Regions from separate parts of the Mus musculus genome. Here all the other regions are linked to region 1. The links are chromatin contacts, called in public promoter capture Hi-C maps. All regions are on one chromosome and are shown on one strand. Each heading gives the region's core, a stretch centred on a gene start, on an enhancer-like site or on the middle of the called end of the contact. The rest is flanking DNA. Distances are from core to core; before and after follow the strand shown.

Region 1 (2,700 bases), core at 134-2,633:
GCTTCGTAGACCAGGTCAGCCTAGACCTTGTGATCTTCCTGCCTCTGCTTCCCAGGTGCTGGGATTAGAGGTATGTAGCCCCGAGCCTGGCTGAGATGAGTAATACGAGCGTGTCCTTAGGGTAAACCGTCTCGTAAGTCTCACTTTCCTCATCTGTAAAGTGTGCATTCAAATAGGTAATTACGTAAGTGGGTTTTTGTGAGACATAAGTGACTTTTATAAAATACCAGTAGCGTATCTGGTCTATAAACACTGTACTTAAAAGGTAATCTGCAGAAGTAATGCATTAAGAAAAACCATCTCAGAGTCATTTAATAAATGATGGTCTGCCTATATATTTTGCATATAAAAATTATTAAGCAATCCAAAATAATGCCAGTGTAGATTTTGGAGGCTCAAGTACCAATCAGCATTGCCTTTTGTGAACCTTTTTTTTTTCTTCTTCTAGGAAATCTCTACTGTGAGGGAAAACTGAGGATGTATTTAATCCTGCATTTTGCTTGATTAAAATGTGTTCTATTCCTCTCAATTGCCCTTCCGTTCCTTTCACCGTTTCATAGCTTCATTCCCAGTTTCTTCTGCTATCTTGAAATTGAAAACATTGCTATTAGTGGCAAAGTAACATTTGGTCTACAAAGGCTTTTTTTTCCCCATGAATCAAGGTTCATGAAGCAGTGTTGTTTCCATAACTAAGTCCCAGTGGCATAGATTTATAAGTGGCTTTTTTTTTCTTTTTTAAATTTTAAGCCTTTCAGCCTTTGTTCCAGTAAGTTCCATTTAAGGATGAAGCCACCAAGGCCATACAAAAGCCCCAAGCCCATACAGCCTATGTCATACTTTCCCCATACTCCATAGCTCGGCACCCTTATTTAAAACTAGCTGTTTGACATTGATGAGAAAGACTTTTAAACCTCCATTTCCTAAAACAGGCTAATTAAGCAATACAGGTGAGCTCACTGTGCAGAGTTCAAAACTGCATTTTAATGCTCCGATAACGCAGCAACCAGGACCATTACTAAATTTGCTCCCTCTTATCACGAATAAAGGCTCCAGGAATAACCGTTTGTAAAAGCCACTGGTTAGCGGCGAGCCATCTTTTTTGTTCGCGCCACCTGAGAGGACAGGGAGGCTTCAGCATCACTGCAAGAGAAAGGCAGCTTCCTTGTGACGTCAAATCAGCGGGCTCTCGCCCCGACTTTAGGCCGGTTCCGGTTCCCTGGCTTTCCGGACGCCCGAGCGAGCGAGCGAGCGAGCGCGGCGCCGTTCTGCGCGTGCTCCGCAGTGGGACGCGAGAAGGTTGGGTCTAGCTCTCCAAACTGATGCCTGATTGGCTGGCGCTGTGCTGGGGGGTTCCCTAGCCCTTTCCGCAGGGGTAAAACAATAAGAGGGGGCGGCGGCAAAGGGGGCGGGACGTCCGTGTTCTTGGAGCTCGTTGCAGCTCTAGGCTCTCGGGAAGAGGTGGCTGTGAGGGGCCCCGAGCTCGCGGCTCTCCGGATTCCGAAGCCTCGGGTTGCTTCGAGGGAGGAGAATCTGCTGCGGCCGATCCCGCGACACTACTGACCTCCGCGCGACGTGCCCGCCGCCGCTGTTGGTTGGAGGTGTGTACGGGGGCCGAGAGGGGCGGTCGGTGTGGTGGTCGGCAGGGGACATTTCCCTCCGCTCCGCGGCTCGCGGCAACCGTCCGGTGTGTGCGCTTGGTGTCGGGGTTGGTGCGGCGGAAACATTGTTCTCGCCGGCTGCCTACGCCAGCAAGAGTGCGTGCGTGCGTGCAGAGCCGAGCCTTTCCTGCAAGGTGAGCGGAAGGCTGCGTGGGGAGGAGGATGACCTGCGCGCGTGGTGCAGAGGAGGGCACAGGTGGGGCTGGGGATTGCTAGGATGAAGCAGCCCGGGGGTACCCTGTCCGCCGCCAGCTCCCAGAGCGCGCCAACGGGCGCCAAGCCGCGAAGCGGGGCAGTGGGCTCCTGCAGAGGCGGTTTCAGGGTAGGAAGCCCACCCGCCTGGTTCCTCCGCTCGCCGGCGGCCCTAGTTCCCGGTCGTCGCCCCGCCCGTGGGGGAGGGGAAGGAGGCCGTGTCGGCGGAGGCAGAAGCAACGCAGATGCGAAAGTAGCGGCCTCCGGGCACCATTTCTGTGCCCGGAAACTGAATCCGGGGTTGAAGGTGGCCGCCGCTCCACTTGCCGGGTGCTCGGCGTTTCCCCCCGCCCTCCCCGGATTATCCCGAACGTGTTCGGATACTGGGACTGTAACGTGCGTCTCCTACGTCCTTTTTCTGCAGACAATCTCTCCTGTTACCCAGGAATAAAAAGGACGTTTCAGTGCTTTGGGAATGGGCTTTTCTCCCCCTGCTATTCTTTGGGGTAGGACAAGGGGAGAAGAACGTAAGTTTCCCTAAATGGTGTGGATTTCGTTAGTGGAGTCTGATTGAGGTTTTCCTGCGTCTCTAAGGGCAGATTTATTTAGGTACCCCTGTGGTGCTTTGGGGGGGGGGGGGGGCTGTAGGGTCGTGTTCACAATTTCTACTCCCAAGATATAACTAGTTTTAAACCAAAGCACAAAAAACATTGAGGAGATGCCTTTTGCTTCTTAAAAACAAAACACGTGCAGCAAATCTGAATCAAGGAAAATTGCCCCCTTCTCTCCGGGTGTGATTGTTGTGCAGTTGATTAGCTTAAGGTTTCTGGTTTTTAGATTCTAGACACTA
Region 2 (2,700 bases), core at 107-2,606, 1.0 Mb before region 1:
TCTCTGTATCTGCAAAATGTCAGGCCACCACCTGAAGCTAGCTGCAAAGTTCGAAAGGGAAAATTTAAAAAAAAAAGATGGGGTACTAGCCAGGGAAGGACTCCCCCGGAGTCGCCCCCAGGGCAGACCAGGCAAAAGTGGGCAATGAACGTTGACAAAGAAAACCCGAGAGAAGAGGACTCCGCCTTTCCCACTGGGCTTGGCTCCTTTCAATAAAAAGGAAAGGCGGCCACTGCCGCCACCGCCCCTTCCCTCCTTTTCACCCTAGGCTAGAGAGCAGACCCTAAACTACATCCTCAAAGTCCTACTCGCTCTAGCTGGCTGCCGGAGTTGGAAACCCAGAGCCTACACTCCCAGAGGCACAGCCCGTGGCGCGTACCCCAGCCCAGAGCATCCCCTCTCTGACTTCGGGTGCTGGGACACTTCTCCAGGCACGCACCCTCCCTTCCTCTTCCCGGAGCCCCGTATTCACTACTGCCGCCCCCGGCCTGCCAGCCGCAGAGTATTTCAGGACTTCCACCCACCCCGAAAGGGAGCCCTTTGAAAACTTTGTGTGTGTGTGTGTGTGTGTGTGCCTAGGGCTTTGTCCACATCCTGGGCAGGGCCCGGGTCACCCGGGTGGGCGCCTGAGGGTGTCCGGAATTTCACAATGCACCCGGGGGGGGGGGGAGTAAACCACCACGGAAATCCCACCCCTTTGACCCGCTTCTACGGCCGTGTGACACAGCGCTTCAGCACCCAATTCTCATGCCCGGATCGCCCCCAGGGCGCGAGAGAACCGCGAGGAAACCCTCCTCAGTCAGCGCCTTCCTCCTCTGTCACCAGCTAAGCCTTGTGCGCCGTGAGAGAGAGGTAGCTGGGGAAAGCAGCAGCTCAAGCAATCTCTTCTAAGGGCGCCTCACAGAAGGGTCCTTTTCTTCCCACATCCCCGAAACAGGGGCGCGCCAAAGCGATCTAATGTTGCATCAGGTAGGCTCTGAGCCTGCGGGCTCCCCAAGCTCCCCTCCGCCCCAGACGCGCGCCCAAATTCATGCACACACCCACAGCCCCCAACAGCCACCACCCAGAGCCCCCCTCCTGATCCCCGCAAGTCTCCACCCGCACGCGCCCCGAAGCGGAGACCACCCGGCGCCCCGGGATCAGCACGCTAGAGAAGTGAGGCCCCAGTACTCACACTCGGTCTCCCCACCGCCACGGCCATCGCGACTGTGGCTCTGGCTGCTCTTTACCGACACTGGCTGCTGCTGGTGCTCCGGCTCCCGCTGGCCTCCCCCGCGCCTCCCTCGCGGCTGCGCCCTGCTCGCGCCCGGCTCCCGCGCGCCTCCAGCCGCATCTGCTCGCCCGCGCCGCCCCGCCCGCTTTATTCCAGCAACATGGCCTCCCGCCTGGACTCGACCATTAGCTGCCCCGGGACGGGGGTGCAGAGAGATCCCCAGCCCCAGCCGAGCAGACGAACGCAGCAGGTGAACCGTGATCCTGGTCAGCTGATAAGATGATACGCTTTGAAGTCAGCCACCTTCCTTCCTGTGGCTTTCTTCCGTCCCATTAAAGCGTCCTGTGCCGGGACACTGCCCGACACTCCCCCTGTTGCAACACGTGCTGGGGTCCGCGTAAAAGCCTAGGCGCGGAGGTCCCAACCCCGAGCTGCCACGCGCTGCGCGGAGCCGGCACCTGGGGCTGCTATGGGGTGGGGCAGGGAGGCTAGGGGACCGCAGGGTGCAGAGGTTGTACCTCTGGAAAATTGACCTGGTGACACGCCCCACCCGGAGGAGCCCTCTTAGAAGGTGCGGTGGGTAACTTACTAGGGCCGAGCGCGCCCCACGAGGAAAGAATTGCCGGTCTGCTGGGCCTTCCATCAGAAAGGAGACTAAACCAGCTGCTGGAAGCCGTCGCTGTGGTGTGCGGCCGGGCTGGGGACCGCTTTTCCAGAAAAAGAGGACCTAGTCGTGAACGACCCAACCACCGCTGCTGGGGACAGGGAAATTAATTAATTAATTAAAAAAACTTGAGTGCTCGCTGGAAAAATTAAGCCGTTTGTGAGCTTGCTCCAGAGCTTTTCCCACCGTGTCACACTGGAGAGGTTACTGGTGCGAAGAGGTCAGTGGACGTGATATTGGATCCCGGAGACAGACCGGATGACCCAGGGCCCGGAGGCGTGCAAGCTCAATCCTGGCTGCGGGGTGTGGTGCACAGCGAAGGCGAGAAGCGGGTGACAAGTGGGTGCGACTCACAGCACAGGGAACTGGGAGGGCTCCTCCACCACTAAGAAGGACTTCCCCCCACCCCCACCCCCAGCAGATGTTGGAATAATTACAGTGTCTGAGTGGCAGGCGAAATGGCGGGGTCCTTGTACATACATCTGACATAGGCTTAACAGGGAGAAGTGTAATGCGCTGTGGGTGTCCACGCATGGTAGACCCACGATCACGTGAGGATAGCTACTCACGTGAGTTGAGGAAAGTAGGTGACTTGAAGCGCAGGGGAAGAGGCAAGGGAAGGGCTGTATTTAGCCCACATGAACGCGCCCACGGGGCAGGGGCGTGGGGGGAGAACTAGGGCGGGCATCTGAGAGTCATACCTGAGACTTCAAACATCCAAGTTTCTGGGAACCCACTTTTGGCTACGGGATTCAGATGCTCTCTGTCCAGTCTTTGGCTGAGGGTAAGTGACTAGCACTGGTTCACCAGTAGCTGATCTGAT
Region 3 (2,700 bases), core at 145-2,644, 1.1 Mb before region 1:
GAGTCTCAGAGGCAATGTAAGCTTCAGTGCTTTCCATATGTTGCTTCCTGTGCCTATATTTTTCTTTGCCCAGTGGTTTCAAGACTCATCTTAAATGTCACTTCCTCAGAGAAACCTTTACTGAGAGCCCAGAGCAGGTTAAAGGCGTTTCCACACTGGTCTGAAATTTTCCATCTTAATCCTTCTGCTACTGACACTTGTTTATGAGGTCAGAAATCAAATACTGAGAGCCTTTCACATACAGAAATGCAGTATAAAACAAACTATACAAGATCCAGGCCATCCATGAGTTCATATGGGGAGGGGATGGCTATAGAGTAAAACAGTCTTTTGGGTAATTTCATACAGTGATCAATGGGTATCTCTGTGCCTGAGTTGCAAACTCCTTGAAGACAGGAGCCTTTTGTTTTCAAGCTAATTCCAGTTCTGTAAAAACCTGATCGGGTTTTTTTTTTGTTTTTGTTTTTGTTTTTTTCCAGTGATGTAAAATGAATGCTTGACTAGGTAAATGGTTAAGTTCCAGGTCTCCCCTTCTTCCCAAAGCTATCTGCATTCTTTTCATAAGTAGAACCATTGTAAGATTTGCAAAATTTACCAACTGGAGTAAAAAGTACTCAAGTAAATAAAACACATTTAGTTCACATTCGTTAAGGACCTAGTTAGTGATAAACAGGACCCTGAAATACTAGACATACTGGCTCATGACTAGAATTCCATTGGCGCACAGCCAAGCCGTCAGTAGTCTAATCCACTGTTTTTACAAGTAGCCTTAAGCACGCAGGATATGATCCCCTTAATTTTCTTAATTCTAAAGTGCTTCAGTCTCCCATCACCCACAGGATGGTTAAAAAGATGCATGTCCTTACTCACTAATAGGAACGGGACAACATAATTTTGCGTAAGGTCAACAAAGAATGTGATCTTTACACAAAAGATCTCCATCCACGTCTAATAAATTCGTTCAGGAGGGCTAAGGACAAGTTGGGCTGGGAAACACTGGGAGACTCTAGGTTGGGCGCAGGCGCTCACCCAGAAACCCTTCCCTGAGGCTAGGCTCCTTTCTTTCCAGAGGCGCATGCGCAGCACACTCTCCGGCCACTGCACGCCTCCTCGGCTAACAAGCCTCTTACGTCACCGAACAGGCGGCGGGGGTTCTTCCGCGCGCCCGAGGAAAAAGAGTCCGCGCACCTTTCCTTCTCTTTGTGCACACAAAATGCACTTTCCCTTTTCATCCCAGTCCCAGCGCCTTCCCCAGGTCGTCTCCGGAAGCTCGTCTTTGTTCAAACTCTCCTGTGCGTCCATAAGACACGGAAGTTCGTCTTTGTTCAAACTCTCCTATGCGTCCGTGGGACACCGGAGGTGGCCAGGAAGAGACGAGAACACTGGCGTTGTTTACAGACACGCGCGGCCGAAATCAGTCCGCGAGGGCGGGGCTAGGCGGCCGGCGCTTTTTCGTACGCTCCTCCCTCCCCAGCCTTCCCCCGCGAGCGGACGCGCCAGCGCCTCTGTCTCGCTTTTTCTTATTTTCTCCCCCTTTCCCCTTCCTTTTCTTTTCTTTTTTCCCCTTCCCCCCTTCCACCATTTCCCCTCGGAGGCGTTTCCCTCGGGCAGGGGCAGAGCCGGCCTCACCCCGCGCCTCTCCCCGGCCCCCGCCGCCCTATGGCGAGAGGGCGCCCCCTCCTCACCCGGGCACCAGCGGCGGCGGTCGGAGGAGCGGGACCGGCGGCGGCGGCCTCGGGCCCAGGGTCATCATGGAACTAGTTCGCTGAGTGACCCCTCGGCCGCAGCCGTGCGTCCCGCCCGAGTACCCGCGCCCGCCGGCCCGGTTTGCCCTCTTCTCCCTCCTCAGACGGCCCGGCCCTGGTCCCGCGCGCCCCGCTGCCGCGCGCCGAGGATCATGAGGTGGTAACGGGCCCCCGGATGACCCCGCGTCACCACTGTGAGGCCTACAGCTCTGCCGGGGAGGAGGAGGAGGAGGAAGAGGAGGAGAAGAAGAAGGTGAGGGCGGGGGCGCGGCGCGGTCGCCGTGCGCGCCGCTGGAGTGGGAGCTCGCGGGGGCGCGCGCCGCTCCCCCGAGGACCGGTCCCCTCGGCGAACCTTTCCTGGGCACCTCGGGGACCCCCTCGCCGTCTCTGGCAGCGCTGCGTGGGTTTCCTTTGAGCCCGGCCTTTTTTTCTTTTTTTTTTTTTTTTTTGGTCCCCAAGTAACTTGTAGCCACAGCCCGTCACCGACTGGGGTGCCAGTTCCAGGCTCCGCGAGCCAGTGCTAATAAAGAAGGTGACACACCCCCACCCACAGAAGCCACCGATCCCTCGTGACCACCGAACATAATTTACCGGGCAGAGTATTGTGAATGTCAAGCCAATAGTTATCTTCCTCTGCCCTACCCCCCCCCCCCCCCGCCACCCACACACCGCGCGCGGGAGTGTAACGTCGTCTAGGGCTTGGGCCGGTGGAGGAAACTAGAGAGGTGAGGGAACTGAGTTGCATCATAAAGGACAGAAAAATGCCGAATTTTGCAAGAGCTAAATGCTCTCTGCAGAGTTAGCCTGCTCCACCGCAGGTCATTTAGGCAGAAGTTGAACATTGTGTAGTAAATTCGTGGAAAGTGTGAGGTAAATAGATCAACGAGGTAAATGGATCAACTGAAGGTCTTAGAATAGCAAAGTAAAATACTTACGTTTCACTTTGTCAGTGAAG

The links. Promoter capture Hi-C pulls out the DNA fragments that hold promoters and counts their contacts.
Region 2: a contact with region 1 is called in a promoter capture Hi-C map of pre-B cells. The contact joins the promoter of Septin11 here to the promoter of G3bp2 in region 1. A contact is called at or near these places in 2 of 39 promoter capture datasets (cranial neural crest and pre-B cells).
Region 3: a contact with region 1 is called in a promoter capture Hi-C map of pre-B cells. The contact joins the promoter of 2010109A12Rik here to the promoter of G3bp2 in region 1. A contact is called at or near these places in 2 of 39 promoter capture datasets (neutrophils and pre-B cells), 1 of 484 Hi-C or Micro-C datasets (CD4 T cells) and 1 of 115 datasets of contacts at active chromatin or transcription factors (thymic regulatory T cells).

The regions. Positions count from the first base shown.
Region 1 is chr5:92,082,427-92,085,126 of GRCm38.p6, reverse strand. It overlaps G3bp2 (GTPase activating protein (SH3 domain) binding protein 2), which reads left to right and starts at 1,383. Exons shown (of 11, transcript NM_001080795.2): 1 at 1,383-1,598. It overlaps Gm46933, which reads right to left. Exons shown (of 2, transcript XM_017321256.1): 2 at 962-2,255. The coding sequence ends at 1,554.
Region 2 is chr5:93,092,072-93,094,771 of GRCm38.p6, reverse strand. It overlaps Septin11 (septin 11), which reads right to left and starts at 1,356. Exons shown (of 10, transcript NM_001009818.2): 1 at 1,175-1,356. The coding sequence starts at 1,201.
Region 3 is chr5:93,205,212-93,207,911 of GRCm38.p6, reverse strand. It overlaps 2010109A12Rik (RIKEN cDNA 2010109A12 gene), which reads right to left and starts at 1,394. Exons shown (of 3, transcript NM_029363.1): 1 at 1,189-1,394. The coding sequence starts at 1,232. It overlaps Ccni (cyclin I), which reads left to right and starts at 1,417. Exons shown (of 7, transcript NM_017367.3): 1 at 1,417-1,998.